Linked DNA regions of Anas platyrhynchos: region 1 is linked to region 2. A link is a contact called in public Hi-C data. All regions are on one chromosome and are shown on one strand. Each heading gives the region's core, a stretch centred on a gene start, on an enhancer-like site or on the middle of the called end of the contact. The rest is flanking DNA. Distances are from core to core; before and after follow the strand shown. Region 1 holds the start of WDFY3 (WD repeat and FYVE domain containing 3). Region 2 overlaps WDFY3 (WD repeat and FYVE domain containing 3).

Region 1 (2,947 bases), core at 223-2,722, 86 kb before region 2:
AGCAATTTTCCTGCTTCCTTGTGATTGTTTACCCATAAACCGCAAAGGTCTGTGGTAGTTGGCATGTTATTTCTTACTGCTTTTAACCCTGGAGCCAGATTCACCAAGTTGCTACTTAATCCCTTCTGTGAAGACTCCAAGGTGAGGCCACTAAGATGATCAGAGGGCTGGAGCACTTCTCCTATGAAGAAAGGTTGAGGGAACTGGGCTTGTTTAGCTTGGAGAAGGCTCTGGGGAGACCTCATTGTGTCCTTCCAGTACTTGAAGGGAGTGTATAAATAGGAGGGGGAATGCCTGTTTACATGTGTTGATAGTGATAGGACAAGGGGGAATGGTTTTAAACTAAGATGGGGAGATTTAGGTTAGAAATTAGGAGAAAGTTTTTCACTTAGGGTGGCGAGGCACTGGAACAGGTTGCCCAGAGAGATGGATGCCCCATCCCTGGAGGCATTCAAAGCCAGGCTGGATGTGGCTCTGGGCAGCCTGCTCTAGTGGTTGGCAACCCTGCCCAGAGCAGGGGGTTTGAAACTAGATGATCTTTGAGGTCCTTTTCAACCCAGGTGATTCTGTGATTTTGTAAATGAAAAAGTAAACGGCTAGGAGGTGAATGGCTGTTAATATCTGACATCTTGAAGGAAGTGAGGAGTTACTGAAACAAGGCAGAATGCTAAGTGGTCACACATGTGGATGCCTTTACCTTTCCCCATGAGGAATCTGAGTAGATTCCGGGTCCCAGGTGACGCTGTAGTTGGTGTGTCTAGTTAAACTTTAAAGGGACAATTTGTCTAGCTGGCAAAAGGAGTCCTTCAGCTCTAGGGATTTAACTAAACTTCTGGCTTAATTAAGAACAGATTAACATCTATGTTTAAACATCTGAGTCATATGGATAAAATATTTCCTCTCTTGCACAGCTCAAATGTACACTCCCCTTTGTGTATCACAGCAGGGGCACTCGGGACTAAGGGAAAGCGCCTCAGCCCCAAATAGAAGCGGACTTTTTTCTGTCTTATGTTTACCTGTTTACTTCTCTTCAGGTGACGTGCAGGCGCCTTTCCTCTGTACCTCAGGCTGCTGGGCGCCGGGGGTAGCGCTGAGGAGAGGGGCACAAGGGGCGGCGGGCGTCTGCCAGGAGGAGGGGGAGGCACGTAACTCGCCGCCTGAGTCCACGGGCCCCCGAAGCTGCTAAAAATCGAGCTAATAGTCCGCAAATACATTGAAAAACAGCTGCAGCCCAGAGAGAGCGGGGACAGCGCCGGGGCGGTGCGGTGGGCAGCCCCGTGAGGCGCCGCTCCCTCCGCCCGCCATTACCCAGCCCCTCTGCTGGGCCGGCCGGGCCAAACCAAACCCGAGCACGGGAGCGGCAGCGGCCGCAGCCAGCCAGGAGGAGGAGGAGCGGAGGGCGGGAGGGAGGAGGCAGCGCTGGCAGCCTGGCGGGGAGGGGGCACTCGGTACCGCGGAGAAGGAGGAGGACTAAGATGGCCACCGGCCGCCACGGGGAGCGGCCCCGCTCCCTCCGCCCCGCCCCGCCTCGCCCGGCCCGGCCTTGATGGGGCCGCGACGACCCCGGCCGCAGCGCGCTGCAGCGGTGCCTCCCGCCGGAGCCCGCCCGGGCCTCAGCGGGGGAGCCGCCCTCTGGGCCCGGTCCGCGGCCCCCCGTGCCGCTCCGTGAGTGAGAGCAGCTGCGGAGAGGAGAGGAGGGGCCGCCCGCCGCTCCCCCCCCCCGCCCCGGCGGGCAGGGCCGGGCCCCCCGGAGCCCCCTGCCTGCCGCCGCCCGGTGAGTGCCCGCCGCTGCCCGGGCCCCGCCGCTTTGTTGCTCCGCCGCCGGCCCCTACGCAGGCCCCCCGCCGCCTGCCCGCTCCTTCGGCCTGGCCGCAGGCCGTGGTGGCCGCCCGCTCCCTGGGGATGCCGGGGCGCAGGTGGCCTCGGCCCCCGCTCCCAGCCCCCGGCCCCTTTCCCTTCATTTTTGTCGCCGCGTTCCCTGCCCGCGGGGGTCTCCGGCCTGCGGGGCCCTGAAGGGAGCTCGGCGGCGGCGCCGGACCGCTCCGGCGGCCTTTGTTGTGCCGGGGGGCGGCGGGCCTTCTCCTTGCCTTATTCTCATTTCTAGATCTGGAGGCCGTCTCCGAGCCCTGCGCCCCCGCCGTGCGACAGTCGCAGCCCCCAGCGGCCGGCTGTGGGTGCCGGGGGGCCGTGGGGGGCCGTGGGGGGCCGGGGGGCCGGCTGCCCCCCGAGCGTGGCGTTTGTTCGCCCCTCGGGGAGAGCCGCGTCGCTGGCGGTGTTTGCTTGGTGGCTGTGGGTGCCGAGTCCCCGCGTGGTGTTCACCTTGAAAGATTAGGGCCGTGGTTTCCTGCTGTGGTTGTGGGTGACGGTGTAGAGAGAGGCAGGTGTAGATAAGAAACAGCGTAGAGAGCCAAATGTGTTTCTTTTGACCTGTAGTTTCATGAATGGCCCAAACGCAATGTTGTGGTGAATGAGAGTGACTCCCAAGGATTCTCTGAAGGATTCGAAGGATTCTGTTTGTTCTGGGCTTTTTTTTTTTTTTTTTTATTAATTGAGTTTTGGTTATTTGTCATTGTAAGATTCTGACAAGGTTTCTGCATACTAGAAGATTAATTTTCACATGGAAAATGGTAGGTTTCCTCTTAGGAGAAGTCAGTTTTGCACACTGCATTAAGTAGGAATGATTGGCTAACTCTGCCAGAGCTGTTTCACCACATGCCCATGCATGTCCCTGTGCCCATCACAAGTGTGTGACAGGCCTCCCCAATGACAGTTTCCAAAAAGTGGTGGTTGGAGAGGGTTCATCACCTACGCTGCCCCTGAGCAGCTGTACAGCTATGTGAGGTTTCTGCATTCATGGCCTCCTATGAATCTAGGCTAGTTCTACAGAAAGCCAACATGATGGCATCTGTGGCACTTTTTGGTGACGTGCCAGATAATGCAAGCAGTG
Region 2 (3,220 bases), core at 195-2,694:
GTAATCCACAGACCAGATTTGATTTAAGGGACTTTAAAGAACCATCAAGAAAATGAGTCTCTTGCTATTAAGTCTAAGGTTGCTGAAGGATTCTGCAGCTCTAATAGACCAGTTGAGGGCTTTGCTCCAGATTAAGAAGGAAGTGCTAGGGAAGAGTCTTGTGTTTTCAGAAAAAGCAAGGGAGAATTGGCTTTGTCTCTTCCTCTCCTTTTTTAGGGAAGTGTGAAAAGATATCTGTGTTAATCTGAATCCTATGGTCTTTCTCCAGCAATGAAACAAGAAATCAAGTTAAAAGTTAAAATATGCTTCTGTACAAAATAACATGCTAAAACGTACAATGACTTTACTGAGGAAACCATCCATGATTTGTTTATATCTCTGGCAAGCTAATCTAGAGTTTGTATCAGAATATAGCAGCTGTTATTTGTGACCTACAGGAGAAAAAAAAAGGTTTTCAGTTTTTCTCCTCCCATCTTTATTTATAATTTTCCTGTTTTATGGGAGAGTACATGTGCATTGAAAAGCTAATTCTTCTAGCTTTTGACTAGTGCAATTCCAGCAGATAATAGTTTTTTGTTTCATGGGTAAAAATGCTTGCATACCTTAATTCTGTCTCATTATTCAAATCCTTCAGAGGAGTTGAAATCTTGCTAGGGTAGGATGAGAGTGACTGTTATCAGTGCAAGCAAGTGAAAAACATTTCCTCTGTCTGCTGCAGTCCAGGAACTGAGTGACAACATGTCCGATATGGTTAGTGGTTGAGATTCAGAGTAGAACAATAACTGCATGTTAGTGTACTCTGGAGGAGTGAAAATCCTGTCTGGGTATATTTTGAATGAGTTATCCAAGTGTAACAAAATTAGCAATATTGCTTTTGGAAAGGCATGAATTCATATCGTCTAGCTCTGTGCAGAGGCTGACCATCTGCGTGTAGGTCATTCTGAGCAGATCTTCGGAGTATCTATTGAAAAACCTACCCAGAAGGTTTTTATACAGTGTTCCTACCTCAATGGTCCTAGTGATTTATCACTTGTCGATGTTCTTCCTCACAGACAATGCATTCTCTGTTTTGAGTTAAGCTGAAATCTTTGTCATCTATCCTATTGTTGATGCTCTTGGAGGGCAGCAGCAGATCATTAATATATTTAAAATGGTCACACGTAGGTTGGATGATTTATATTCTCTTGCTATGTCTCAGGTGCAATATGCATCCTTCTTAATATCCTGTGGTATTAATTTGCATTTTTCTTCCTGTGCAATATTTAGACTTAATTGTCTTGTAATATGTTTGCAATCCTCTGAAACCTCCAGTGTTGTCTAAGCCATTACACTGCTGCACTTGTTTTCAAGTTCTGCCAAGCTTGTTGTTTGAGGTCACTTTTAGAGATGGCTTTGGCATTCTGTACACCAAACATTTACGTCTGCAAGCTTGGCTTTGTCCACACACTTGATAAGTATGCTCTTTAATATGTCAGCAAAGGCATTTTTCACAACACTCAAGATAACCCCCAGTGGTTTGTCCTTTGTCAAATCAGAAAGGCATAGCAGAGAAGCAGGCATAACAAGGAGAACAAGTCCTATGAGGAGCAGCTGAGGGAGCTGGGCTTGTTCAGCCTGGAGAAAAGGAGGCTCAGGGGCGACCTTATTGCTCTCTACAGATAACCTTAAAGGAGGCTGTAGCGAGGTGGGGGTTGGCCTGTTCTCCCACGTGCCTGGTGACAGGACGAGGGGGAATGGGCTAAAGTTGCGCCAGGGGAGTTTTAGGTTAGATGTTAGGAAGAACTTCTTTACCGAAAGGGTTGTTAGACATTGGAACAGGCTGCCCAGGGAGGTGGTGGAGTCACCATCCCTGGAAGTCTTTAAAAGACGTTTAGATGTAGAGCTTAGGGATATGGTTTAGTGGGGACTGTTAGCGTTAGGTCAGATGTTGGACTCAATGATCTAGAGGTCTCTTCCAATCGAGAAATTCTGTGATTCTGTGAACTCTGAGCTGATGTTTCAATTAGTTATGCATTTAGTCTGTCATGGTTGCATTTAGGCTATTTTGTTGGGTTGTTTGTAAGAATGCTGTGGATAACACTACCAGAAGCATTCCTAAAGCTGAGATACATTGCATAGGCTGCTTTCCTTTTACCCACTGAGCTAGTTATCCTGTCAAGTGGGAGGAAAAAACCACAATACTGTTGATTTAGTTTATAACTCTTTTCAATGGTGATTGAAGAAACGGGCTAATTAGGCTGAAATAATAAGGTTCCAGAGAGAAATTAGCATAGATGACAGGTGAATCATGTGAATCCATTATACACTTCTGCATTTATTGCTCAGCCTTGATTTTCCCATGACAGAAAAGGCAGAATCGGAAAACAATCAGAAAGGAGTGATGCGAAGGGAAGGTTACATATGGGAGCTTCTACATAAGGAGAGTTTAAAACAACAAAAAACCAGGATTGTTTAATTTCTAAAGATGAATGAGAGGAAGTGGTGTAAATATGTGATAACATCTTTGAAGGACCGAAACTGCCTTGTAATTCATAAGTGGCAGGTCTCTCTTTGCTGTTAAGCAGCAATCCTGACCTCACCAGGGAAGTTGGAAGCAAACATCAGTTCCTCTTTGCTACTTCTCAGTACTGAGTTCAACTCCAAGAGAAGTGAAAGAAAGTGCATGAAACACATCAGAGGTGTGGTATGGCACTACAGATGTTGTTTCTAAGGACCACAGAGTTCAAAAGTCACATTTTGATCAGTGGCTCCAAGTTCAGGAGTATGATAGAGCTATACAGGAGAAAGAGGTAAGAAACCATTACTCAGAAAAGTTGTGTTTGTTGTTAGTGCAGTATGATGGGGACATGAGCACAGTGGTAATGTATCCAGAGGTTGGCAGAGGTTTTAGGTCAGCATGCACAGTCACACAAACAGGCTTTATTGAGCCTTGTGCTGTTTCATCCCATACTCAAAGCCTCAAAGCTTAGTTTCTGGCTTTAAACTCTTGTGTCTCTTAAGGTTTCTTGAAAATTCAGTAACTAATGAGAGAAATTCAAATGAGGAATTTAGGTGTCCCCAGACCCAGACAGATTCACAGTATGGTCAGAAATCTAGACTGAGAGAGGGGGAATTACGAAATGTTACCTCGCTATTTGTGAATCATAGATAGTCCTGGGTTGGAAGGGACCTCTAGGGGTCATCAAGTCCAACTCCTGTGGTCTCTTCAGAAGATAACTCC

What was found. Hi-C and Micro-C count contacts between places; a contact is called where the count stands out from the background.
Region 1: a Hi-C map of small yellow follicle shows a contact between it and region 2, with 2.6 times the contacts expected there. The contact joins the promoter of WDFY3 here to the enhancer-like site in region 2.

What each region holds. Positions count from the first base shown.
Region 1 is chr4:3,697,504-3,700,450 of IASCAAS_PekinDuck_T2T, reverse strand. It overlaps WDFY3 (WD repeat and FYVE domain containing 3), which reads left to right and starts at 1,472. Exons shown (of 67, transcript XM_038178692.2): 1 at 1,472-1,774.
Region 2 is chr4:3,611,090-3,614,309 of IASCAAS_PekinDuck_T2T, reverse strand. All of the region lies in intron 11 of WDFY3 (WD repeat and FYVE domain containing 3), which reads left to right. Among named protein-coding and RNA genes, the nearest start is that of WDFY3, 86 kb to the left of the region's middle. Within about 2 kb of position 1,444, at least 4 of the 8 cell types and tissues checked have an H3K27ac peak or open chromatin away from gene starts, as enhancers often do. A contact at or near this core is called in small yellow follicle, where this site is marked.